Linked DNA regions of Cricetulus griseus: region 2 is linked to region 1. A link is a contact called in public Hi-C data. All regions are on one chromosome and are shown on one strand. The core of a region is the stretch at or near the end of the contact, and the rest is flanking DNA. Distances in the headings are between cores, read along the strand shown.

What was found. Hi-C and Micro-C count contacts between places; a contact is called where the count stands out from the background.
Region 2: a Hi-C map of the CHO-K1 cell line shows a contact between it and region 1, with 2.6 times the contacts expected there. The contact joins the enhancer-like site here to the promoter of Tspan9 in region 1. A contact is called at or near these places in 2 of 8 Hi-C or Micro-C datasets (the CHO-K1 cell line and fibroblasts).

Annotation. Positions count from the first base shown.
Region 1 is chr8:18,263,362-18,271,198 of CriGri-PICRH-1.0, reverse strand. Tspan9 (tetraspanin-9) reads right to left here and starts at 4,837. Exons shown (of 9, transcript XM_027428363.2): 1 at 4,708-4,837.
Region 2 is chr8:18,305,974-18,313,810 of CriGri-PICRH-1.0, reverse strand. All of the region lies in intron 1 of Tspan9 (tetraspanin-9), which reads right to left. Among named protein-coding and RNA genes, the nearest start is that of Tspan9, 44 kb to the right of the region's middle. Within about 2 kb of position 3,525, at least 4 of the 6 cell types and tissues checked have open chromatin away from gene starts, as enhancers often do. A contact at or near this core is called in the CHO-K1 cell line and fibroblasts, where this site is marked.

The DNA.
Region 1 (7,837 bases), core at 3,588-6,087:
GTTTAACCTCTGAGCCATCTCTCCAGCCCCTGTGTCCTTCTTTCTAAGCACCTGTCTTCCCCCTAACCCAGTGGCTCACAACCTGTGGGTGGCAGCCCTTTGGGGGGTGGGGAGGTCATATATCAGATATTACAGTCATGAAGTAGCAATGGAATAATTTTATGGTTGGAGTCACCACATGAGGAACTAACTCTATTAAAGGGCCACAGCATTAGGAAGGTTGAGAACCACACTCCTAACGTAAAATCTCCAATCCTGCTTCATACTGCTTAGTCCTGCAATTCTTTCCTGTGTTAAAGCCACAAACCCTGGTTTGGCCTAAGTCAAAGCTCCTAAAAGATCAGGGAACTATGCCTCCTCACCAGTGACAAATTCAGCCCGGTTTGGTTTGGTTTGGTGTGGGATTTTTACAATGCTAAGGACAGAAGCTAAGGCCTCACATAGGCTAGGTATGTGCTTTACCACTGAGCCACACCCCAGCCCCCACAAATGGTCTTGATCCTGTTTCTAAGGTTCCTCTGAGCCCTCCTCCTCCTCACCATTCCTGGCAGGTGCTTAGCCGTTCACCATGATTTTCCACCATGAACTTCCTTGAGTCCAGACCTGCTTCTGTGACCCTGATGCCAAAACCACAAACATCCCAGAATCTCGAAAGGCTCACCAACTAACCCAGTGCCTGCACATGGCAGGACAGACGGATGTATGGAATTCATTCCCTGGCTGGACAACTGAAGCCACCTACAGTATGGCTCATCTACCTGCCAATCTCTTCACTAGCTAGTCTCCACATGTCTCAGACCTTAGCCCTGCTGAGCTAGTCACACATCTGTCATCAGGCTGTTCCCTCCTCCCCCGGTGAAAGCGCAACCACTCCCCTTAGAGGTTAGTGTCTTTCACCTCCTACTGCCTAACAAACCCCTCCTCTATCAGGGTTACTGCTCCAGCTTTGAACATCCTGTCCTCAGAAGCCACTTACTGACTATGCTGCTCTCAAACTCTAGGTCTCCAGCCATTCTCCTGCCTCAGCGTCCCAAATGGCTGGAACTGTGGTACACACCACCATACTTCACTTAATACATTGAAAACATCTCCCCAACCCCATTTTCCTAACTTCCTGACTGAATTATATGTACAAAGAAGACGAGAGCTTTTTTTGGTTTGTTTTTTGTTTTGTTTTGTTTTGTTTTTTTGACCGGGTCTCATTCAGTCCAGGCTAGCCTTAAACTCAGAAAGTAGCTAAAGATGACCTTAAATTCCTGATCCTCTTGCCTCAGCCAAAAAAATACAGGGATTATAGGCATACTCCACTATGCCTAGAAACTTCTATCATTTTTATTGATACAACACCAGAACTGAGCACAAAAATTCAATAAGGAAGTCAGACATGGTGGCAAATGCCTGTCACTCCAGAACTCTGGAGGCAGAGGTAGAAAGATCACAAGTTCAAGACCAGCCTGGACTATATAGCAAGATCCTGTCTCAAAAAAGAAAAAATAAATAAATAACAATGTTGATGATGGAGGGAGGTGGTGATGAAATTCGTCAGTGAACTACCTAGCAAGAGACAGGCAGAGACACAAAATGCCACAGGAGTTCCAAAGCAAAAGGTTCACTGAGGACCCCTGCGAAGAGCTATACCTGTATAGATAGGGTCTTGGGGGGCAGGAAGGATGGACACCCAGGAAGGTGGAACAGCACAAACTACAGGGCAAAGAAGAAATGACTGAACCATGTTTGGGAGAGCAGTTTTACTGGACATGTGGGTTCCTGGAAGGACAACAGTAGGAGATGAGGCTGAACAGGCAGCCGGGGGCAGAAACAGAGGATGGCAAGTGCCAGGTGACAGCACCTGGATTCCTTCCTCTCCCTCTTAGTGAGCAGAGATGACCACCTCAGCAGTCCTGGGCCTCAGTGGAAGAAAAGAGAAGTCTTGTCCTCTCGTGTTCCCAGCATGTTAGTCGAGCCACCCGGCGAGGCTATAAATAACAGACAGCAGCCTCCACTCACTGCACACCTGCTGCTGTGTTTGAGGCCCTGAGCTACATGCTTCACATGCATTCTGTCAGGGCTCCTTCCCACGGCCCTGAAAGCGTGGTATTGTTATCCTCATATTGTAAGCAGGAAGCCTAGGCCAACAGAGGAGAAGGCACTTGCCCAAGCAAGGCCTTACCTCAGTCCTCCTTCACTTCCCAGGACCAGGTGCATTGGGGTCACAAAGCCAGGGATGAGGGAGGGCACCCTGCCAGCCAGCCCAGGCCCAAAGGCTGTGCACCCACAAAGCAGGCTGCTTCTCCACAATGCCTGTGGAGAAGCCCAGAGTAAGCTTATGGTAAGCACACAGCAAGAGACTAAGACAGTATGCCATACAGGAAACATAATAGTGGAGGGATGGTGCCACACCCCCTTACACCTAGCACTTAGGAGGCTGAGGCAGATAGAGCTCTATGAGTTCAATTTAGCCTAGTCTACATAGAAAGTGCAGGCCAGCAAGAACTAAATAGTGGGAGATTCTGTCTCAAAAAAAAAAAAAAAAAGAAAGAAAGAAAGAAAAGAAAAGAAAAGAAAAAGAAAAACAACAATCTTAAAATAAGAGCCAAAGAACAGTTAAGGAAGACACTTGGTGTAGACCTCCAGGCTCTACCTGCACATGCAAACACATACACACATTTATAACACACACTCAACCTAAAATTAAAAAAAAAAAAAAATTTAGATGAGAGGGGAGCAAGGGGAAGAGGAGTGAGGAAAAGATCAGCAAAACCAAATTACATTCAAAAATGTCATAATGGGACCTATTACCGTGTATACTAATTTAAAATAAATAAAAAACTTTAAAGTATAAATTGACTGGGTGCTGAGAACATATTACACTATTAGTTTAGTTACTGCTGGAGGAGAGCCCCTGGAGACTTTCAACCCAATGGTCCTCCAAAACCGAGAGCTAGGAAGGGCAGTAACCTGTCCGATGCTTCACACATGGTTGAGGGGAGGGAACAGACGGGCTCAGTACAGATGGAGACAGACAGATGCACAGAGAAGCTTCCAGATCAAACTCTACTTCTTTCTCAACGAGTTTTGTAACATTAAAGATAGTTTATTCTAGTGCCATCCCCCTAACCAATAAGGTGGGTAATAGTAACATCCCAAAGACATGTGCAGATCAATAAAAGTACATCCTACCTCTGTGCAGCAAATGAATTTGGCTGACTATAACTTACTATAAGAACACTAGTTATTGGTATTAATATTACATCTGTTCACGGATTTAAAGAGTCCCCCCAAAGAAGACCAAAACAAAACAAAAACAAAAAACAAAAAACGAAAAAACAAAAACCACTTCATTGGGAAGCACTCCAGTTGTTGAGGACCTTGTGCACAGTAGGTCTTCAATGAGTTAGAAGAACCGAGTAATACGTAGAGTTGTATTCTCCAATGTCCTTCCCTTTCTCACCCCAGCCATGGACTCAACCACATCAGGCGCCAGGACCAGGCTGCTATAGGAAGTGTTGTGATTGTCTGACTCCCGCCTGCATTCCTCAGCTAAATATAAATGATTTGTCCAGTCCATTGTTTGAGATGCTTCACGATCCCTCTCCTATCTCCCCATATCTCCCAGTAGCAAACACACACACACACACACACACACACACACACACACACACACACCCTTCCTGGAGGCTGTTTTGAGTAGATGGGGAGCGAACAGGTAAGTAGAGATCAAAGCAAGAGTTCTTTTGGCTCTCCACTAGTCCAGGAAAGCTTCCTGGAGGAGGAAATGCCTGAATCACCCCAGGGGAGGGGGCAGATGCAGGTCAAAAAGGCAAATTAAGTTCTCTGAACCAAGAAAGTCAAACTGCTGAGTTCTCACCTAGACATTGAGAGTGCCAAGACTAGCCTAGCCTTGACAAGAGCTCATTACCCCAGAAACAAACTTCTCCAGACTTTGACAGTCATCTGGAGAAAGATGCTTTAGACCATCATCCTTCACCACAGACAGAAGCGCGACCCAGCACTACCTAGTCCAGGATGCACAATTACAATTGCCGCTGTCAAAAGCTGTTGCTTGTTTGGACTTTCTTTTTTTCTTTTTTTTTTTCCAACCACATGAAAGTTTTTTTAAAGGCCCAAACTTGCGCGCACAGATGGGCTACATCTCAGATCTAGGGGTGTGCCAAAGCCTTGTCACTCTGAGTGCCTCTCGGCCAGCAGTAGCCCGAGGAATGCCTGGGGGCTCCAGCGGGTCTGTGGGCAGGCCAGACCGTCGTATCTGCGGCCCTGGGCGAACCGTCTCCGGCCGGTCTGCCGGATCCCCGACGGTTCGGGGAGTGGGGGAGGAGAGGGGGGTCTCCCTTCCTGTGGCATCCTACGGTCTCCATCCCTGGGCCGGGGCGTGAGGCGGCAGCGGTCCACCGTTCTGCAGTCCCGCATTCCTGAGCCCTCGCGGGACCCGCAGCAGAGCCCGGGGGGCGCAGTGACAGGCCCCTCACGCCCCGGCCCCTTCCAGCCCCTCCTCCGCCTCCGCCCCCCCTCCCCCCCCCCCTACCCCCCGAGAGCTCCGCCTCCCTGGGCACCCCCAGACACCCACCCTTCGGGGAACCCGACCGAGGCCCAGCCCGGCCTGCCCCGCGCGCCGCTCACCGAGCCGAACCCCCGCAACTTCGCGCCCTCTGGAGCCCCGAGTCGCGGGCACGCCCCGGCCGCACTCACCGCGCTTGGACTCGGTGTGGCGCCCCGGCTCCGCTCCCTCCCGCACCGCCGCGGCCAGCGGAAACGGGGGGCGGGGCCGGCAGGCGGAGGGGGCGGGACCTTCACCGGGCTGCGGGGCGGGGTCTGAATGCTCGAGGGCGGGGCTGGGAAGGGGCCGGGTGGGAGAGGCGGAGAGGACTAGGGAAGGCCGGCGGTTTGCGCCGCGGGAGGACTCGGCTGCCAGAGGCAAGGCAGAGCCCGGCTGAGCGAGGCAAAGGGCCGCACGGGAGCCCCCCTCCACTCCACTCCACTCCGGCCATTTACCCCGCGTGAGCGCGGGAGGGAGGACTGTGCCGCTTCCCCATCGGCGTTCCCGAAGCCTCCCTCTGCACCCTGATTCCCGGCTCGCCCGTTCCCCCAAGGTGGCACTACTGTGCCTGTTGCCTGCCACGATCCGGCCTGGCCGCGCCCTCCCGGGGTTGGGCGGAGGGAGGGAGGGGAGGGGAGGGCAGGGCCCAAAAGGTGGCGCTCCTGGGCTGGGCGCCCACACACGCTACCCCAAGGCTGCCGGACCGTGGTCTCAGCTTTCTAGCTCGTGCCGGCTTGTCTGGCCTCATCACCCCCACCCCACACCTAAGAAATTCTTGCTTGGTATTTCGGGAGAACTATTTAAGGTGTTGACAAGTGAGCTAGATACTGCCCTGAGATACTCTATTAGAGGAGCCGCTGCCTCCTCTTGAGCTAGAGCCTCCAAGTGTTAGCAAAGGGCACTGGGGCCGGGAGGGGCCAAGCTGAAGCGGGAGATACTAGTTTGACATCTCGGGCTTACCTTCCTGCAGGCACAGATTCATGCAACACCTAGTCTAAACCTGTTCCCGAAGTGGCCACTGAAACCTTCACCTCTCTTTGCCCTTATTGTCATAGAAAGTGTTTTGTCCTCATTAGTGCCCTGAAATATCAGAAGAAAAAAGTATTTTATTTATTTATTTATTTATTTTTGAGACAGATCTCACTGTGTAGCTCTGATGGACCTGGAACCAGGCTGTCCAGGACTTCCCTGTGTGGACCACCCACACTGTTCTACAACTCAGAGACTCTCCTGCCTCTGACTCCTGAGTGCACAGATTAAAGGCATCCCACCATGCTCAGCAGAAGATATACTAGGACTGCAGGGACAGGCCAGCCCATCCAGCTTGAGACAAAGTGTTTAAACTGCAAGGATCTCCCTTGCATTCCCCTAACTGCTTGGCAGTTTCCACTAATCTCCTGGGCTACCTCCCTTAGTCTTGTTTGTTTCAGTTAGATTCAACCCCTAATCCAGCCCCCAGGGGTTCTCATTTCTCAGCCTGAGAAACAGTCTCCTCTCTTCCTTCAAAACCTCATTCAAACCAAGTGGTGGTGGTGGTGCTCTCCTTTAATCCCAGCAGTTGGGAGGCAGAGGCAGGTGGATCTCAGTGAGTTTGAGACCAGCCTGGTCTACAAAGTGAGTTCCAGGACACGAGGACTGTTAAACAGAGAACCCCTGTCTCAAAAAACAATCCCTCCCAATTCCCTCCCCCCCCAAAAAAAAACACTCATTCAAGACCAACCCCTGGCATAAAGTGTTGCCAGCTGACCCCACCAATATTCCAACCACGACTGAGGGGGTCAGTTCTGTCTGCTGTGTAGAAGAGGAGGTAGAGAGAAGAGGGGGCCTGATAGTGATAGCTACTGGTAGGATCAGACAAAGCAGCCGGGTGAGGTAACAAACTCCTGGTTTTAGAGCCACGCAGATGTGTGTGATCCTGCCTGCCTCTTTTGGGTGGAGGCAGCTCTAGGCCACAGGTTCCTCAGAAAGGAAAGGGGTCCCACCAACAGCACTCCAGCTCACATAGATGAGAGGGATCTAAGGTAATGAAGATGGATTCCGGTGAGTGCTAGTTTCCTCCCCTCCTCTCGATTTAAACGAACATGGACAGATCTGAAATCTTGGAATTATGGAGAATCTTTCGGTATCTCACCTCTGCAGGAACCCAGGCTGTCCATCCCACTTTGGCACACCCAGAGATGGGGGTGCTGAGATCTGGCAGGATTCATGACTGCAGGAAAAGGCTGCTGGAAAAGCTGGAGAGAAGAAGGGATTATTCAGCAAAAGGAACCAAGGTGACTTATGATCTATGTGATGAACACACCGATCAGGAGGAAAACTCAAATAAACCTAATGATGTGGCCAGAGGCTTTTGGAGAAAGAACTCCAGAAAGCATGAGGTAGCAGGCTTCTGAAGAATCCCATTGCACTCAAGAAAAACACTAAAAGGATAACTGTATTATTGAGCAAGCTACAGATGAAGTTCCTCCAAGTTTGGAGGACATCTCCCATTTACTCCTCTTGTCCTGGCATGGTTATTAATCACCCCACTTTTGCTCTCAGGATGCCCTAATTTGCACAATAAATTATATGCCACTTTAACTATGACCACAGGCAATACTCAAAACAGCTCCTTCCTTCCAGTCCCAAATGCCAGCATTGTTTCTGGCCTTTCTGTGAAACTCCCAGGGTTTCACAAGAGAGTATGGTAGTTTATCCCCCTTGAAATTACCATATCAAATCAAAAATGATAATAAGCAAAAAGGAAACTTCCAGCCAGCCACCCCAAGTCAAGCTTCTTCGGGGGCAGTGACTGCTGGATGGTGCCACCTCATGGGAAGAATTGGTCCTGCACAGGACCTGAGTTTCCAGTATGCTTGTGACAGCTGATATCTACCAAGCGCTTGCACACCACAGACTCCACTCTCCCATCATCCCATCACTCTATAGAAAAGGAGTTAGAGGAGAGAAGGCCAGGGAATCCATCCCAAGCCATTCAAATGGCATCAAAGACTAAGCTAGGAGGCTAGGGAGATGACTTGATTGATAGAATTTTTACTATGAAAGCATGAGGACCTGAGTTAGGATACCAGCACCCACTTAAAACTTGGTAATCCCCCAGTACAGAGGAGGGTACTGGGGGCTCCCTAGACAGTAAAGCAAGATCCAAAACTAACTCAATAAGATGGAAAAGACTAAGGAAAGACATCAGCACTGACCTCTATGCAGCTCATGCTCTCTCTGTGTCTCTGTCTCTGTCTCTGTCTCTGTCTCTCTCTGTCTCTGTCTCTCTCTCTCTCTCTC
Region 2 (7,837 bases), core at 2,276-4,775, 44 kb before region 1:
GGTATAGCTCAGGCTTGTCTAGCATACCCAAGGCCTTTGGTTCACCCAGCAGCATTAGGAATGAACAATGCCACGAAAGTTAGCATTACCCAGAGGCTGAAGGCCAGGCCATTAATGAAGTCCCTATGATATTCTCAGTCCTGATCCACACTCCCCAACCCCAGCAAGGCCATTTTGGGTAAGGGTCACAATTGTTCTAAGCTCACTGAGGAGTCACCTTCAAACTGACCTGCAGCCACAAAACTGCAAAACTTCAAGCTCCCCCTCACCCACTTCCCCATCTCCTGGGAGAGCCAAACAGTCCTGCCCAACAGGACCTGGCAACCAGCCATCATTTCAAATTGGGCTTTCAGAGGCCATTTAAGGCAGGAGTAGGAAAGTCTTCTCCCTGACGAAAACCATCTGAACTAATGAGAGAAAAATCAATCGTGGTCACATGAGCAGAGAGGAGTTTAAATTAGGGTTTCTTCAGAGTGAGAAACCTAATGTGACTCTCTTGTCACGGTGTTAGGAAAACGTAGCCAATAAAAACAATACATATTTTAAAAAATTATCCTCCAGTCTTACATTTACATCCAATTAAGGGAGAAAGGCAGGGGAAGAATGTGTGAAGTAAGGAAAGGAGCCGAAAGGCAGGGACGGCCTCCCTGAACTTGCCTGCCACCCCTCAGAGCGCTCAGCCTGGCTCCACAGGGCAGCTTTATATGTAGGGCATGGATGCAGTGATCCCTCAAGCATGCTGGCATCTGAGTGAGGCAATAACAAGGCAACTGGATTCTCAGTTCTTCCCCAACCACAGAGTCCAGAGACACCAAGTGTGCATCTATTAGTGCTTTATACGTAGGCTGCTAAAACCCACTAGAGAAACTTGAGAAAGTATGTGACATACAAGAGAAAGGAAAGCCACTAAGACTCACTGCCCGTCACTAGCATCGTCCTTCAAGAACAAAAGAAAAATTAGTATTTAGGGCTAGAAAGATGGCTCAGAGGCTAAGAGCACTCACTGGCTGCTCTTGCAAAGGACCCAGGTTCAATTCCTAGAACCTGACAATGGTCTTGTAACTCCAGTTCCGAGGCAATCAGACGCCCTCTTCTGGCCTCCATGGGGAATGCATGAAAGTGGTGCACAAACATACTTGCAGGCAAAACATTCATATTCATAAAAATAACTAAATCACGGTTGAACATATCTTGTTAGGTCATGCTCATTCACTGGGTATCCCTGGAAACCCTGCTCTCTCTCTTTCTTTGGGGGAGGAGTTGATCTGGAGGAAGGGGAGGAGGGAGGAAGGCCTAAGAGGAGTGGAAACCGCAGTGGGGACGTAATACTTAGAGAAGAAATGTATTATTTAAACTTTTAAATTTATAAAAGTTTTAAATAAATAAATCTAAAAAGCAGTATTTACAGTACAAACAGTTTTATATCTTCTGGTAGTCACTTGATTTTTAGAAGTATTTTTCATGTCCTGGGCTCCTTCCTTGAAACGGGGTCTTGCTATATAGCACAGGCTAACTTGGAGCTCACTATCTTCCTGCCTCAGCCTTTATAGTGCTGGGATTATGGACAAATATCACCATATCCAGCTATGTTATGTTTGAAGACATGGTTTCTGCAAAAGGTTATACAATAGCCCCTCATATGAAGGCATCCCAACACTTACTTATATTTCCTCTTTGTTTTTAAGACAGCTTAGCCTATGCTGGTCTGGAACTCACTATGTAGCCTAGGTTAGCCTTGAATTCCAACTCTTCCTGCTGGGTGCTGGCATTATAGGCCTGGGACACTACACCAAGTCTACATTTATTTCTTAACTGATAGAGAAAAATAAAGACCGTACCTATTGATGGTCTACCGTGTGACATTTCAATAGATGTGTGTGTGTTGCACAATGCTCACACCAGCTGAATGTTTTTATCTTCTCAAGCATTTTTCATCTCTTCATGTTGAAAACCCTCAAGATTCTCTCTTGTAGCTTTTTGAGATACATGGCGTGTTATCATCCATGGGCAGCTCACCAAAATGTCTTTATTTTAATTACATTCACTTATTCATTTTGTGTGTGTGTGTGTGTGTGTGTGTGTGTGTGTGTGTGTGTGTGTGTACTAATACCTAACTTATTTCTAACTATGGCTTGCTGTATAAAAACATACATCTTCTATTGTTGGACACTTTATATGTTTATAATTTTTTGCTACTGCAAATGATGTCTTACTGAATACATATAAAGTTCTCTGGGATAAATTCCAACCAACAGAATTTTGAATGGACAGTTCTAAGACTCCTGATGCAAGCTGCCAAATAACTGCAATAACAATACCAAACAGGGCTGCACCTTTGCAACTGTAGACACACATGGCATTATTTTCTGCATGGGCCCAGCTAACACCATACTAACATCTAGACCAGTCCAGTTGCTAAGCGTTTCTCACTTCGGCCAGGTGAAAATACACTTTGGAATTACTCTGGGAGCTCCTATGCTAGCACTGGTCATACCACTTCTTGCAACAGTTAATGCCAGGCCATTTGGTCTGCCTTGTTGTGAACATGGGGAATGCAGGCAGAGACTAGTCCTGCTCACTTCTGTATCTTCCCAGTCAAACCTTTCATCTTCCACCAACAGTTCCCAAACTATTTTTAAGTGTTTTTTTGTTTGGCTGATTGTTTTTAATTTTATTTGTGTGAATGTTTCTTGCCTGCATATATGTTATGTACATCATGCGCCTGCCCGATGCCTGTAGAAGTCAAAAGAGGGCATCAGATACCCTGAAACTGGAGTTAAAGATGGTTTTGAGCCACCATTGGATGCTGGGAACTGAACCCAGGTTATGTGTAAAAGCAACAAAGTACTTAACTGCTGAGCCATCTCTCCAGCCCCATTTTTTTTCTTTTTAAGAAATGGGGTCACAGTGTTCTTCTGATGCCCCATTTGGCCACAAATTCCTGGGCTCAAGCAATCCTCCCTCACTAGACGTGGACCAACCACTACCTGATCCTAAACTCTTTGGGAGGGCGGTGTAAGACAGAGTCTCACTACATAGCTCTGGCTGTCCTGGAACTCACTCTGTAGATCAGGCTGGCCTCGAGCTTGCAGAGATCCACTGCCTCAAGTATCGAGGACGGCTGATGTGCCACTACCCACTTTAATCTCTCAGTATCCCTGTCCTTACCAGAAAGCCACATGTCCCAGGACTCTGAAGCAAGAAGGATCTGAGACCTTGGGCCGGTTCCACACCCTTTCCTACTTCAGAGTCCTGGTCTGTAAATTGACAGTCATGACACCTCCCCCTGGAGTGACTGGAAAGATTAGTGAGCATGCAAGTGCTTAGTCACTGTGATAAGAACCTCAAAGACGAAAATTAAATGATAGTAGTTTCAAACATTGTAATACGTAACAAAACCACCAAAAAATTGTGTAATCCTCTGCCACTGGAGGAGATTAAAGACTCATACAGCTGTCTCACTCATCTGACACTTATCCAGCCTCAAATGCCTGCAGGGACTCCAACCATGATGCTTGTGCCAAACCCTGAACTTCAGCCCCAGGGCAAGGGAGGACAGTAAGCAGGGCCAGCCTAGCCAGCAGGCAGCTGATCAGTGTAGAGTCCAGGAGCTCCAAGTGAGCTGGGCATGCAAGGGTGAAGACAGGCCACAGCAAACCAAAAAGAAGCCACCCGCCATGCCAGGGCTCTGGAGTACCATGAGCCGGCAAGAAAGTACTTGCCTCTTCCCAGCAGAAACAAGCAAGTGACTAGAATGACAACACTCTCCTGCTGACCTGGGCAAAGCTGCCATTGTTCATAGGGACACCAGAGGTGAGTCACTGTGGCATTGTCCACCCCACTCTATCAGCAGGAAACAGCTGGACAGACCAATATACCAAATGCAGGAAACCTCAACCTCCCCAGGGCCCCTCCCTGTTTAGACACCCAGCATCCTGCCTGGCTGTCCCCTAGAGACTCCTGACCGGCCTCAGGCATCCATCCTGAACAGACAACCCCATTTCCTGCCTCCATGTTTCTGAGGCAAAACACAATCGGCATTTTAGAGACTCTCCTAAAAGCCAAGAGGTGGTGTCTCCTGGATGACGCCATCCGGTAAAAAGGGCAAAGTAACATGAAAACAGCCAATAGACAGAACAACGACATTGCATTCATTCATAAAAGGCATCCTATGTGGCAAGAAGGTAGCTTTTCCCTAGACTAATGCCTGAGCAGGAGGTACTACCCCGATGCCACAGCACATTCAGACAGGACAGACCCTCCTATCTCCGGAAAGGAAGGTTCTTCCCGACTCCCTTATCATCAGACTGGCACAGACTGCTGCAGGTAAAGGCCCCTTCCCCTAAGGATTCAGAACCAGCTCAAAAAACAGGAGGTGGGCGTGGCCTCGAGTCAGACCACTCCCACTTGTGTCCTATCTCCAGCATGTCCTAGCTGTGTCTCCTCACACTCTTCTTGATGTCTTTCCTTGAAGGTCCACAGCAAGTGTCTGTGGGAGACAGGTGGGTAACATAAACTAGTGAGGCCAGTGGAGGCACGTTCCTACACTGTAAAGACCAAATGATCCAGTACTCCAGTGGCAGAGGTAGGTGAAACTCTGAGTTCAAGGCCAGGCTAGTGAGTCCCATGCCAGACGGGGCTATATAATGAGGTCTTTTTTCCAAAACTAACAAACAAACAATAAGTAAATAAGTGATCAGGAAAACCAGGACCAAGTATCAGTAGGGGGTTGAGGTTCAAGTCTGACCAGGTATTCCCCACTCTCACCCCAAGCAAGCAAGCTCAGGGTGACCACAACTTCCAACTTAGCCAGCCTCAATCCTCATGTGTGTATAACTCTCTCCTGTGTTGAGGTCTGAGCTCTAATACAGAACAGTGTCACTGGGCCCTGAATATATCCACAGCTATATGGGACCCATCCAACTCTAAACCTTAGCCTTCGGGGCTGGGCACAGGGGCACACACACCCGTAACTCAGCACCTAGGAGACAGAAAGCAGGAAGATCCGGAGTTCAAGGTCATCGCTGACTGCACACTGAATTCAAAACAAAATCTCAGGCTCCTCATCTGAGGATTAGGGGAAAAAATAAAATAAAATAAAATAAAATAAAATAAAATAAAATATAAAACCTTCCCAGTGTTGGGAGGAAGTGATGGGATCAAGGTGACCCAGAGTTTCACCAGACCTCTCCAAGAAGGTAAGTGACAACCAACTCAGCAGAACAGAGGGCAACTTTAGGAAGGCCCACCCCAAATTTTCATCCTCCTAGAGGAAATCTCACTCGACAACTTGGAACTGAGCCACAGCCTAGAAGGGAATCGGTGACAAGGGCTGAGCTGGCCCCAGCTCTGCAGCCCCACGGAGGTTCCCTGTATCCAACCAATCTCTCTTGGGCATAACTTGTATTATCACCCAATGTTGGGCAGCTGTACCTCATGAGCACTGGTCTCCAAACTGTCATGAGGTCCCTTCCACGGGCAGTGTGTGCACGTCTTTAGCCCACCTGTAGCACATGGCCACACGCCAGGCAGGTGACCAATCAGGGTATGCAGCCTCGATGATCCATGGCTACTTTCTTTGCCCCCACCTTGTAGCTTATCCTGAGTATGATTCATGCATGGTCAACGCCCTATGCCTAGTTCAGCCTCCTAGCCTATTCCAGCCTGTACCGGATGGGAAGAAAAGGCTGGACACAAGAAAATACGGTGACAGCAGTAAGGAGAGAGAAAGGACAAGGAGGGTGGAATAAAGAAAAGTGGGCCTGAAAGCACGTGGGGCACACGTGGAGACACAGTTCAGGCTACACAGCAGAAGGTGACTGAAAGACACAGGAGCTGGGCAGGAGCTCAGGAGGAAAGATGGGGTTGGAGCAGGCCCAGTGACAACACACCCCCACCCCAACCCAACCCCCCATACTCCCACCCAACCCCCCACACCCCCACCCAACTCCCACACCCCCCCCCCGCACCCCCCCCCTGCTGCTGACTTCCTACCACACAAGGGTTCTGAGGGGCCAGCAAGCGGCAGGTCCTGCAGGTTTAACCAGCTGGGTTCCAAAGACTATCCGAGCCCCACCCCTGGACCCTGTTTGAACTTGTTCTTGAAGGAACCGGCTTCCCTTTTGGCAGCCATAATGGTTAAACATGTGCTTCTATGACCTTGTCCTAGAAACCAGAAAGTCAGATGCCTGTCTTGTGACAAGGAACCAATCAGAAGTTAGCTGGTGGTGCTATGCTTTATGGCTCTGGGTGTGCTTTACGGACAAGCGCACAGCAATGACGTAGAGAGCATAGCAACCACCCTGGGAGGGCCTATGAGCCATAACAACCAGTTGACCAATCAACACAGGGCAAGCCCTCCAAGCCTGGAGGCACACCAATCGTGAGCCTGTGCGTACCCCTAGACACTCCCCTTACGCTGCCCTATAAGATCTTTGGGGAGACCTTAGGAGCCGTCTTTTCTAGCCGTCTGCCATGGCGGGTGGGTGAAAGACCCGAGCTAACATGGGGTTAGCTCGTTAAATTACAATAAAGCCTCGTGCAGTTTGCAGCAAGCTCTCGAATCCGCCTGGTGATTGGGGTGACCGCGAACCTGGCCTGAGACCCCGGATACTTGAGTTTTCGGGGGTCTAACATTTTGGGGGCTCGTCCGGGATTTGCCACCACCCTTCACCTGAGTGGATTCGATCTTGGAGGTAAGATGATTCGAGCTCGAAACTTATATATGTTCAATGTTCTATGTTTCTTGTTTAGTCTCTTGCTGTTTTGTTTGATGCCATGATTTGTATTTGATCTGCGCAGAATTTGTATTTGTAATTCGGACTTCTGGGGAAGACCCTGAAGTCCTGCCCTGGATGAAAGTCCGAGGGTTGCTTGATTTGATCTGCGCAGAATTTGTAATTTGTATTTGATCTGCGCAGAATTTGTAATTGAACCATAGGGTAAGCAGACTTGCGAGAACCTTGGTTCCACCCTGGATGAAAGTCCAAGGTTTGGTTGTAATTTTGGTTTGGGGCACCATTTCTTTGCCGCGGTTTGTCCTGTCTAATGTTTGTGCTGTCTAATGTGCTGTCATTTGTGTTATGTGTTTCTTAAGCATCTCTTTCTGTCCCACATTGCCCATGCACGTGGCATGCATGGGTCAGGGGGTCAGGGGTCTTTTCTTCTCTGAGCACATGGCGCCACCTCAACTGTTATCGGCAGATGCGCCGGAGGACAGACTGCCACTCTGAGGACACCCAGGACCCAAGAGGTATGGACGCGGGCCAAGGACACTTGGACCCGCCTCAGTTAGCCGCTGAGTTCTGCCGCCGTCTTCCCGGCGCCATTGCCTTATGAGCAGCGTGGGCGGATTGGGTTGGCGTCTATTCTTTCCTGTCTATTCAGGATCCACCACAACACCCCCTTTCTATCCCCACCTGAGGGTCTATGAGGCATGCCCAGTAGGGCTGTTTCTGCCCCAGCGGCTGTCTCGGGTGTTTCCCTGCTCTGAGGGAACATGGCTACAAGGCTGAGATCTACTACTCATCTTTCTGTGCTCCACACACATGGTATGCAGGGGGGGCCGCAGGAGTCTTTCCCACCCCTGGATTGGCCAAGGGTCTGGGGTTACCAGCAGCACCCCCACCCCAGGTCTCTCTGCCTTGAGCACATGGAGCTAGAGCGTATGAACTTATCTGGCCTGATCCGGACATCTAAATGGCCTTAAAATTATTAAGAACTATAAAAGGGACTTTGACAAAATTTTTATGTTGACTGAAAAAAAAAATATAAAAGGCTTAAATAATAAAGAGAAAAAAAAATTGTCTAAGAATGTCTAAGAAAGTCAGAGAAATAA